Regions from separate parts of the Cydia pomonella genome. Here region 2 is linked to region 1. Evidence: chromatin contacts called from public Hi-C data. All regions are on one chromosome and are shown on one strand. Each heading gives the region's core, a stretch centred on a gene start, on an enhancer-like site or on the middle of the called end of the contact. The rest is flanking DNA. Distances are from core to core; before and after follow the strand shown.

Region 1 (5,978 bases), core at 1,998-4,497:
ATTTTTAGTGTCAATTAAATTAAGTAGTTAGCAAAAGGGACAAGAGTTTATTGGTGTTAACATAATAGAGACTGTTATATTTTGTGCAATGAATAAACGGCTGCCGTGAGTATGAACAGTTGCAGAGATCATTGTTGCCAAAAGTCAATAAGTATGTGTGTGTGCGTAACTAATTACTTACGCGCTTGTTGATGCATTTTGTAATTTAATTTAGTCGTATGCATGTTTATTCTTTTTATGTACTAGTAAAAAAGAAAACATAACATAAGAGTTTAAACCATAAAAACCTGTTCAAGATACCAATATCGTCTTCCATTATATTTTGGCAATCCAATTATGTTGTAGCGTGCAAATCGGATTTATTTCGAAGACTACCACAAATAACGACAGCTATTTCTTCAAAATTGTCAGAAAATAAATATTTACAAAATTGACAATAATAGACAATTACCTAAAATGCCTTGAAAATTATTAAAATTTCCACTGTGATAAATGTAAAGTGGTAGACGTGTAGAACATTCTAGGGCTTAAACTCAAAGATTTCCAGCTACAATTTTCTGTGATCTCTTTTATCAATATAGGTAAATGTCATGAAGAATAAATATAAAGATATCTTGTAAATATTACTTAAGATATATAAGGCAACTAGCATTAAGAAACTGACTGTAAAGAGAATGTATGTATATGATTTGTAAAACAAAAGGGAGCTTTATAAAAATACCTAGTGTATTCTGTATGTACTAGTACACCTGAGTTTGTATTTTTACAATAAAATTATTTCTACATCGGCATAAACTTGCCATGAATTTCCAACTTGTTGTACACAATAGCATGTTTCATTTAAAAATATTGTGTCAGATTTATTATAACGTAAAAATAAACAAAGATAATGTTAACTGACTTATTATTCAATTTTTTTCGTCGAACCCTATAACTTCAGACATAAGAAATTTACCAATAGTACTTAATAGAGAAATCTAACAACACCCCATACGCCGTGAGAATGGTCACTGTTAATGACGCTAAATCGTCCGGTGACCAGCAAAACTCACTAAATACAAAAAAATAATTAAACACAATTAACCTTATTTTAGTAGTGATATGGTTCATTATGGCTATAAACTTGTGGTGGAAATTAGTGAGTTTTGCTTGTCACCTGACGAGATATTATTCTGACATTTGCACATGCACGTACGAACGAAAGTAATTTAGACATTACTACTGGACGAGTCTGTTATTGCATACCTAGCTTACAACTGAATAAATATTGGGCTCCACTATTTTTAAAAGAAAATCATACTGATACGACTAAAGACATCTATGCAATTATCGAACCTACTCACAATATTTCATTAGAATAAAAAAAAATCTAAAGATAAATGCGACCTGCAGAGAACAGACATACGAAAGCATTTGTGCCTAAGCTGGAACGGACTCTGTCAACAAAGTGAAACTGAAACAGTACGGCAACGGTAAAAGCTGTGCCCTAGTAAAAAAACATTAGAGAGGCCTAGCTAGATTTTTCGTCCCCGCCATAGAGAAATAAGTAAGCATAGAGTGTTCACTTTCAAATCAAAACGCTTAATATTTTCGTAATCGACATCTAGCGTCAAGTATCACATTTATCATTACCGCTACTTGACACTAGATGTCACCGTAACTACCAAGTGTATTTCTCACCAATTTACAACTAATATTACAAGCAAAATTGTTTTTTTTTTTCAGTTATAATAGTAGCTGAAAATTGTTGAGAATTAAAATAATAAGCGTTTTGGTACCAAAACTGATGCATAGAGTGAGCACTCTATGCTTGCTTCTTATTTCTCTACGGTTGGAAGAGATCCCTAAATGGGATAAGTTCGCTCTTGTATTTGGATATATTTTGTTACTTTCTACTTATTCTGTGAAGTGTTTTAGAGGCGCCATCTATCGTCGAGTAGCATAACCGCCAATATAAACAGTGCCACTCCCCCAGTCTGTCAATTAAATCTAAGTAACTCTGAATTGTGTAAGTTAATTACCACATTTTTGATGTTAGGAAAATTCTAATCATAAAGAAAAACAAGGTAAAGACTAGATAAAAAAATGATATTGTAGTTTTATGAACAACAAAATTGAAGCCCAAGAAGTTATGTCTATATATAAATTTATCCAGTAGTTATCAAATCACTATGACAGATGGTAATTTTAGATTAAAACATGATATAAAATATTAGTATTTATTGAAATAAGTGATATCACTACAGTATACTTAATAAATACAGGGAACTGTCATCAGAACCTATGATTCTGCATCAGCAAGTTGGCTTTGGAAAAAGATAATGTCATCGGCAATGACTGTTGAAGCTGTTCGGATTTGTCCATCCTCAGTTTTAATCTCGCCATATGATAACTTCCCCATGACATAAACTCTTTGTCCTTTCTTGAGATATTTATAGACAGTATCCCTTAGGCCAGGCTTAAATACGCTCACTCTGTGCCAATCTGTTCTGTGCAACATATCACCAGATTCATATTTGTAATTGAAATGTGTGGCAAGTGGAAAATTCACAACTGGGCGCTCCTCTGTTCCTCTTTTTTGAGGATCTGCCCCTACCCTTCCCAGAAGTGTGACTTGATTAATAGCTAAAAAGAGAAAATATTGTATTGAATGAAATGGAAACAAAATAAACACGTGATATTTAATGAAATAATATTTTTACACATACTTTTCTCTGATTTCTGTGTATCACATCTCATGGCTGTCGTATGGACGTCTGAACAGGGGACTGCTGTGAATTGGCGTGTTGCGCTATAAATCTAAAAACCATAACTTGAATTAACCACAAATATATTACATTAAAGATTACAGATAAGTAATTCACTATTCATAACCTCTATTTATACATAGGTTAAGCTAACCTTTAAATAAATTATTTGGGTAACTTACCTCATACAAATATAAATATTAAAGTTCACTCTTTACGCTTAAAATTTAAACAAAATCAAACTCGTCTATGAACAAGATATTTAAAGTTACCACAAAGTTTGCCGGTCATATTTAGAATTAGGTTAGTGAAAATAACATGTAAGACAAAATATAACTTACCCTTGAAAGACGAAACATTTTGAACTATAGTGTGTAGTAATCTTCAATCGTAAATCAATTTCCGTTGTCTTAAATTGTGTTAAAAACTATTGAAATGAATATGAGACGCAAGATAGATACAAAAAAATGCCATGCCATAAACAACTAACTTTTTTTAATTTAAGGGCTCCACTCGCCGTGCTACAAATCGCACGCGATTTTCGATACTTTTCAAATGTCATCGATAATCGCATGAGATTTGCGGCATTTTAATCGATCAATTGAATTCATTGCTCCCATAGAGGTACAATCATAGCGATGAAATGGTAGAGCCGGCAGATAACCGAACGAGATGCTCTTATGGAACTTTCAGTACGTTCTTGTCACAGTCTAATTTTTTTATTCTCCACCGTTAATTTTAGTATGGCTGATGGTGGGCAACAAATAACCCGACCAAATTACGTATAGGTTGTTTGAAGTATTCTAGGTATTGTAGCGCCACCTATTTATGGTTTTTTGTCGGACACTTTTTGGTATATGGAGATTCTGTTCCTTGCCTCTACCTTCCATATTATATCTGGGGGCCTACCGCGAAAATCGAAATTCGTCAATTGCGGGCATTTTTTACTGTCACTCTAATGACGTCTTAGAAAGAGTAAAAGAGAAAAATCCCCGCAATGGGCGAATTTCGGTTTTCGCGGTAGGCCTCCAGTATCTCTTTATAGTTTGTGGTTATAGCCCATGTATGAAGCCCTTGAAAATAATGTTGCCACGAAGGAAATAGTAGTCAATGCGTCGTATTGTTTCCTCTTTTTCCATTCGTTGGTTCATTGACAGTTGTATTTGTGGTTATACCTACCTATAGATTAGTGAAGTTATAACTCCAAAAACCATCACCATACCCAATCCTGGAAAAGTTGTTGCCTGTGAAGGATGCCTTCAGCTGCGAATCCTAAGTCCGAAAAGCCGGCCTCTTCGGAGGCCACGGATAATTCACCAGTACGACAAGTCTTGACGATTATTGAACATAAAATCCGTAATTTGGAGAAAAGAAAGGTACGTTGCTAATATACTGCACGACACCGACACCCAGATGTATTTTTCGTGTTTAGCTATGAAACTTTGCAGCTATTTAACTAAATACAATTATTATGCGCGTATAAGTGTTATACTTTCGCTAGTATAGTATCTTGCACAAGTGAGTTAACTTGCCGTGAATTGCTGACGCCATTTTTACATGTGCTCGGCCAGTGTTGACGATACAAAAGGTAGACATAATGAGCACCCAAACACGGGAGTTCGTTAACTAAACTGGCCCTTATTGAAACTAACACGTGGTACAATACTTCTGTTGTTTAACGACTGATAGTTTAAATCTACTTGAAGGTTTTTATCGTCATCAACATGATGATTATGATGATATCCATCTTTGAAGTATTTGTTACGAGCGCTTAGGAGTATGTTCTTTGTTCTGTTGATATTCAATAGTACAGTAACACTAGCCTCTGCTTGCGACTTTGTCCGCGGTAAATGCACTTCCAAGCGACCCTATTTTGTCCGCCTACAGAATATCAGCACCCAAATTGCATATTCAGTTTTCAAATCATGCTGAAAATGTTTCGTGTATCTTAACATTACCTACTTAAAATGTATACTAAACAAGTTTTAGTTCTTTTCGACATCTGTTTCTCGGTATGTAACTTGTTTATGTACTTATAAAGATCAAAATTTAATGACCTATTTAGATATCTGAAATTGTGTGTATATAATTGTGTTGTCAAGGGATTGCTTGAAAAGTTGATGATAGCTACCTATTCTGAGATTAAATATATCAAAGACTGTATATGTTGACCCTAAATGGTTTCTAGACGCAACAATGAGACAGAACCGTTTTTGAAGTTTTCATTGTTACTTGACCAACCTTTTAATTTCCTAAATCATTTAAGGTCACTCTTAATGTAAACATTTTTAATTTTCAGAGCAAGTTGACTTCATACAGAGACTTACAAAAATCTGGCAAAGAATTAAATGCTGATCAGAAAATAGCAGTTGCCAAGTATGACGAAGTTGCTCAGACATTAGAGTTTGCCCGAGACCTCTCAAAGCAAATAACTTCCATAGCTGTCTCCACTGAAAAGGAAGCTAAAAAACAAGCAAAAAGGGTATGTGTTCATTTATTTTTACTTGTGATAGCTTGCATGGCTGTATTATAGTACATTCGCATATATAGTAAAACATAAGACGACATGCCGACTCCGTCCGATCCGGTAAACAGCCGGTATTAATAATATTACATGCTCCCTATTTAAGACGGCCAAGAGCCTCGAATCCCAAATTAGGCAATCTTTTAAGGTGGGTCGGAGCCCAGTTAACTTTGGAGACCACTGATCCAGAAATAGGAGCCTCCGTCTCTGGGAATGAGACAATGATTTTCAAGTTTCACAATATAGCTACTTAGGAATTTCATGATCTGCTGGATTTTACAAATGGCTGAAGGGAAAATAGCAACAGGGGCCTGTGGGTGTTTATCCTAGATTAATCCAAGTAGGAGGATAGCGTCTTAGGCTTGATATACCTTGTGCCTTCATACTTTGCTATTGGTGAACAATTCAGTGTGATTATGCTGTAACTCTTGAGTCTGTATTTTTAGTATAAACATGTTTTGTATCTCATTGGAATAAAGCACTTTGCTATCAGTCTAGCAGTGTATATAAACAAAAAAGTACATGTTTTCATGCCTACCACAATTACTACTTTAGTGACTAAGTTTTGTCTGTCAATAGTAATGCAACAATAATTACTATTTAAACTAGAAACTATTTTAGGAAATCTATGAGACTATGTAGTGTTATAATGAGAATTATATATTACAGGAAACCTGGATTCGCTATGCGGCCGACACAAACAAAAT
Region 2 (5,978 bases), core at 2,067-4,566, 190 kb before region 1:
CAAAATTCTTTATTTCATAATAATATACATTTTTGTGATGCAGGGGATGAAGCCCGGTAAGCAAAACTCTGCTTGTGTTGGGCACCTGGGCGTGGGCAACAGAAAACATTGCTAGGCTTCGTGGAGGAACTGGGGTGGTTAGAATAGTGCTACCTCATTTCACGCAAAATAGGCACAATAATTGTCGATTTGCTAAATTAGGATAGAGATCAAAAAGCTCGTGGGCGAATAGTAATTTGGGTCAATAAATAATAAGGGTCAAAATGATTCCACAAAACAGGCGTCGTACTGTGGACATCATAAAGGTTAATAATTTGAGTACATTTTACCACTATACCATAAGTAGAAGGTTTGAAATTTCACCTTTTAAGAAGTAAAATTCAACATGCCCTTGAGAGACCAGCTAGTAAATAAGGGCATATTGTACCATAAAGAAAAAATTGTACCATTTACGATTTTATCGAAAACCCAGCAACTTTGGGGTCAAAATTAGGAAGGACTATCGATTTTAGAGGAAAAAAAATTATAACTTTGTGTCGCACTTTCACATAGTTACAGTAGTGTGCAATATAATAACAGTCAATAAGAAAATGAAAGGGGGAAACTATAACTGTAGATCAATTAAATAAATAAATAAATAAATAAAAAGCATTTATTTCGGACAAGATCCATATGCCTATACAAAAACACGAAACAACAAACAATCAAAATATTTCCATATAAATTACATAAAATAAAATTAAAATATTAATAAAATTAAATTAAAAATACGGATAAAATAAAAAATATATATTGGATTTTATTTTATAATTCTTTTGCATAACTTTGTCCACTTGTACACTACAGATAGATAGGCAAGATACGAAATTACAATAAAATTATAGTACACAATTGTATTTTTTTTGTAGTGTTTTACGTTTATATAAGAATCTCGGCGAGTTAGTAAAAAAGCCTGTTTTCACAACAATTTTTTTTTTTCTTCCAATATTATTTAAGTGAAGGTTACAGTGAATTTTGAAACAACGTCAAGCAAGTAATGCAGAATAATTATATAACAAGATCCAAAGTTATAGTTTTCCCCTAATTTTCATTTTCTTATTGACTGCTATTATATTGCAAACAACTGTATATTTTGTACGCACGTCACAAAACTAACACCAAAAATTTTATGATTTCTTTGTTTTAATAATAGGCTTAATGATTCGTCAATATAACCCAAGACTTGTTAAATTTAAAAAAAAAAGGAAATGAAACACTTGAAACCCTCTTAAAGTAACCAACCACCTCGAAAAAATAATCAACCAAACCCACTGGCAACCAAAGTACTTACATAATAATCTTTCAACAGTATCTCAATAGCAGCAACTAAAGCATGGAGCACTTGTCCCGACCACATGTCACAGTGCTCAATGAACCTCCTCACTATTGAATAATTCGACGCCAGCGGCAGCATCTGTTGCACAATCTGCTTTAAAGCATCGTCTAAGTCTTCAGATATGTTGAAACTCCTGGGCTCATAAGTGTCTTTTATTGGCTGGTGGACTATGTAGTTGCCGGGGACACCAGAGAATACATACAGGAGGTCATCTATTATCATGTTCTCCTGTGAAGCTAGAGGAACGCCAGCTGGAATTGAAATAAACATATGTGAGTTATCTCACACCGCTCCCCGATAGCCTAGAGAGAGTAATTATGATGGGCAAAGTTAAAGACACCAGACCTCAAGGCCCTCCCCCTACTGTGCTTAAATCACTGCACCTATGCAATTAAAACTGCACGGAGCCATGTGCTTGGTGAGGAATAGAAGCCTATGGAGGTCTTCGATAGAAGGATGTGATGTCACGATCCTCAGCATTGAGGGACCAACTGAAGAAGAAGATGTAGGTTAAGGAGGGTGGTTCATAAAAAACTTTTTTCAAATTTTTTGGGGCACCACTCCATTTTGTTACAACTATATTACTGTCCTAAAATTGTAACTCTTCTCTCTCTATCAATGTTTTTTTAAGTATTTATCTAAATCAAATCATCACTAGTACCCACAACACAAGCCTTATTGAGCTTACTGAGGGGCTAGGTTGATTGGTGTAAGATTGTCGCATAATTTTTATTATTATATAAAATATATTAAAACGGGTCACTCTAGTATTTTAAGTTTAAAGTTGCTTGGCATGCTTCACAGAAGTGTTATTATTAAAATTATTATTTATGTAGAATTCTTACCTAACGAAGCAGTGAGAGCGACAGGCTCCTTGGGGAAGTCCCATGACATGGCGGGATGGTCCTTCTGCCAGTTGGGTAGGTCCAGGCTGTTGTACCAGTTTGGTCGCAGCCGCGCCTCCTTCTCTTCAAATGACTTCATCACATACTTTTTACTTTCATCCACTGCTTTAAGTAGCTTGTCTTTTATCTGTAATGATAACTTTTCTTTTGTTTGGCTCAGATTTGATTTATTTTGATATATGTTAGAGAGTAGTCTAAAATAACACGACACATATTTTTGTAACTGCCCAATCTCAAGTTATTGGGAGAAATTTACTATTAATCATATACAACACTGACAGTAACATGGTGACACATAACATGTGTTAAGTTACCTGAGGAAGGTCTTCTTTGGTGATTTGGTGTTTATTATCCCCTAGAATAGGCTTTGGTGCAACTTTTGGCTTCGAAGCTTTAGTCCGTTTTTCATCAAATACCAGTTTGTAGAACAGCAAGATAATATCTGGTAGATTATCAGTGCTGAAATTATAAATAAAAAGCATAGAATCGTGAAATACATAACGCAATACACAAATGAACCAAGGCACAGATGATCACGAGCATTACTTCCGATTTTTGAGCTCTTCATACTTCTTGATGAAAGCTTTGGAATTGGAAGCTTTCAGAGCTAATCTCTGAGCGTACTCGTTCACTTGTTTTGATGAGAGATTGCTGTTGCCATAGTTAGGATCGTTCTGAATGTACTCAAGCACCGTGTCGGCGTCTAAACTACATCTGTAAACAAATAACAAACGTTAACATTCGTATATGCCAATATTATCAATAGCACTAAAATCAACGTTTTATTCATACCCAAGAGCGTCCAGAAGCTCCTTGATGGTAGTAAGCATTTTTTCTTTGGGGAGAATCCAATTCTGATACATTTATGACTTTATGTGAAAATAATTTAAAATTACAGGCTCAGTCGGAGGCATAATTAAGCAGTGACACAGATATGACAGCTGACATTTTTAAATTTAAAAAAAAACACAGGGTCCTAAACACACAAGTAGCTTTGTTTAGGATTTAAATTTAAAGAACATTAGCTTTGTTCAAAGTTTACCAATTGATATTTTTATTGATAAAGTTGACTTATTCAATAATAAATTAAATTTATGTTCTTATAAATATTGTCTGTGGATGACCGTTACAACGCTCATGTTATACGTTCTACGTTATACTACTCACCACTAGATGTCGTTAAGTAATGCTTCTACACAAAAAACCAAAGGTAGTACCATGTAGTACCTATTTCAGAAAAGCGTAGGTGGTTGGTACGAGTATGTTTGTGTGCTTTTAATTTTGAGTTTTATAACTTCAAAATAATCAATTGGGTTTTAAACTCATGGACCTGATAATATATAGGATAGTTTGGGGACCACTGTCACAGGGATCGGAACCGGTTTTTTGGAAAAACTTGGAAATAAACATATATTTCGGTTTATTTTATACTCCAAATATAGGACTTGGTTGTGTTTTTATATGCCAGGCGACAGATAGTATGTTGACAATTTTAAATTAATGTAATAATATTTTTGTGTGTTTTTAGATAACGACTTCGTATTATTAGATTGCCCAATTAGAAATGAAATAATTAACAAAGAACGAAGAAATACCGTTTTCGTTCCCATACAAAAATACCGGTTTCCGATCCCTGCACTGCATCTGCACTGTCAATTTAATAAGATTTAATTTTTTTTACCTCAATAAATTATTATTTTTAATTTTTCATTTATTTATGTATGTAGGTAAGTATGTATATCGTCATTCTGTATTCTATATATATGATATCGTAGCCCTGTACCCATAGGCCCATAGCACAGTGCTTAGTTTGGGGCCAGGTTGAGCCGCGTAAGATTTTCCCCAAATATTATTATTAATTGCTGTTGATCAATAGATGGTGCTGACTAACCTAAAAAACTAATTAATGCAGAACATGTTGTTTTTGACATGGAGAGCCTACACCTCGGAAATCTCCGGAAGACCTGCAGATTAGGCCCATTATTTGCCACAAAACCTACCCATTATTCTAAACTAAAGGCACCTTTAAACAAGAGCCCATCAACGTGCTCACTAGCGCCACTGGTAAATAATTGTGATTATTTAAATTTTTAATTTGTTTATAATATTGAAACCAATTGCAGTAGCTTTCATTAAATACATCGAAAACTTAAAGGACGAATAGGACATTAACGCATAAAGCGGTAATAATTTTACAGGTGTCGGTGAAATATCAAAAATACCTACTCCAAATTTTCTCTTAAATATCCCATGATTGTTGCCGTTAACATATATGTTAGTCACGTACCTAATATCTGTAACTTTTATTGAGTCTTATAGGGCCCAGCTTAGTTGGAGCTTATAAGAAGCCTATTTCTGAATTTAAATTATCATATAATATTATCAAACTGAAATAGTTTTTACAAGAATTAAATGTGCGTTTATTTATTTACTTGTAAACTGTGTGAAATATGTTAAAATAATTTGCGCAAAGTACTAAAGTCATTCGTTGGGCAATGCATTGAGATTTGCGATGCTTTAAGATTACCCTTGCCAGCTCTTAAGAATTACTTAAAAAAGTCATTGATGTTAAAGGCTTATTACAGAGTCGAGGACTACTTGACAGACAAACATGCATGGTCCAAACCAGAAACTGTAAAAACAAGTAGCAATTAAAATCATTGTATTATGTGTCTATCACACAGTTCCGCGACAACGTGAAATGGCACCCTCATACTTGAAGTGAAATTGCACAAAAGATTTTTTCGTCGATAATCCGATTTTATAAAGAAATATAACAAACCGAAACGTAGGTATAGGAAATGGCGTAAAAAGTGGTTTCTCACAGTAGATAAATGTTGTGTCATAAGCATACAATTTTTTTCAGTGTTGTCGGCACTTTACAAAAGATTAACAAAGTTCGGCGGCCGTTTGTGCTCAATGCTGACATTGCTGACAGAGCAACTCGAGCTCTGTTGTGATTTGTGATTGTTTGATAGGAAAACTAAAGATTCGGCACTTGTACAATAATGCCGATTGATGATAGAAATAATAATGTTGTGATTGTGTTGTCAAACAAAGCAGTCGCCATGTGTGAAATACGAATCATTCTTTGGGGCTCTAATTTCAGATGTAGGTAAGGTTGTAGCATGTTAGGTGGTAGCAAAAATCAATTCTTGATTGACAATTAGTTTATATAATTTGAAATATAATAATTATGAACAAATAAATATAGACAAGTACAGATAAAAATACCTACCTCTCTAGATAGAGAGGCAGCTATTTTTCTAGGTAGATTACCTAGGTAACATAATTGTACGTATTTACTCAAATTTATTATTTGTGTATCCAGGTTTTTATTCTTAAAGTTAATTCGTCATTAAAAATAAACCCAAAAATATGACGTTTCCCATAAACACCTGAGTTTATGGACCGAATGAAAAACGATGTCTTAGAAATCCGCTCCTCTGATGTCGGACAGGGATCGGGCCATTCTTTTGCCTCAGATTTATGTGTTTTAGACAGCCAGTCTATAAATGCCGCATTTTTATTAGCCGCCAGACGTTTACCGATTAATAAAGTGGGCGAAGACGCGGAAGAAACGACAGCGCTTCCTAGAAGAGGCAGATAATCTCCTCGGAGAGCTTTTAAAACGGTATACAGAAGTCTGTTTTCTTCTTAACTAGATCTAAATAGAATGAAACGACAAACGCGCGGTT

The links. Hi-C and Micro-C count contacts between places; a contact is called where the count stands out from the background.
Region 2: a contact with region 1 is called in a Hi-C map of whole body, with 3 times the contacts expected there. The contact joins the promoter of LOC133516817 here to the promoter of LOC133516804 in region 1. A contact is called at or near these places in 2 of 2 Hi-C or Micro-C datasets (both in whole body).

What each region holds. Positions count from the first base shown.
Region 1 is chr4:1,005,199-1,011,176 of ilCydPomo1, reverse strand. It overlaps LOC133516804 (single-stranded DNA-binding protein, mitochondrial), which reads right to left and starts at 3,247. Exons shown (of 3, transcript XM_061849777.1): 1 at 3,089-3,247; 2 at 2,709-2,799; 3 at 2,206-2,625. The coding sequence starts at 3,106. The coding sequence ends at 2,282. It overlaps LOC133516802 (caprin homolog), which reads left to right and starts at 3,903. Exons shown (of 4, transcript XM_061849774.1): 1 at 3,903-4,123; 2 at 5,047-5,229; 3 at 5,941-5,978. The coding sequence starts at 4,001. It overlaps LOC133516803 (ets DNA-binding protein pokkuri), which reads left to right. Exons shown (of 4, transcript XM_061849775.1): 4 at 1-900.
Region 2 is chr4:1,197,303-1,203,280 of ilCydPomo1, reverse strand. LOC133516817 (gamma-tubulin complex component 2-like) reads right to left here and starts at 3,316. Exons shown (of 8, transcript XM_061849803.1): 1 at 3,073-3,316; 2 at 2,827-2,994; 3 at 2,595-2,739; 4 at 2,221-2,407; 5 at 1,331-1,626. The coding sequence starts at 3,143.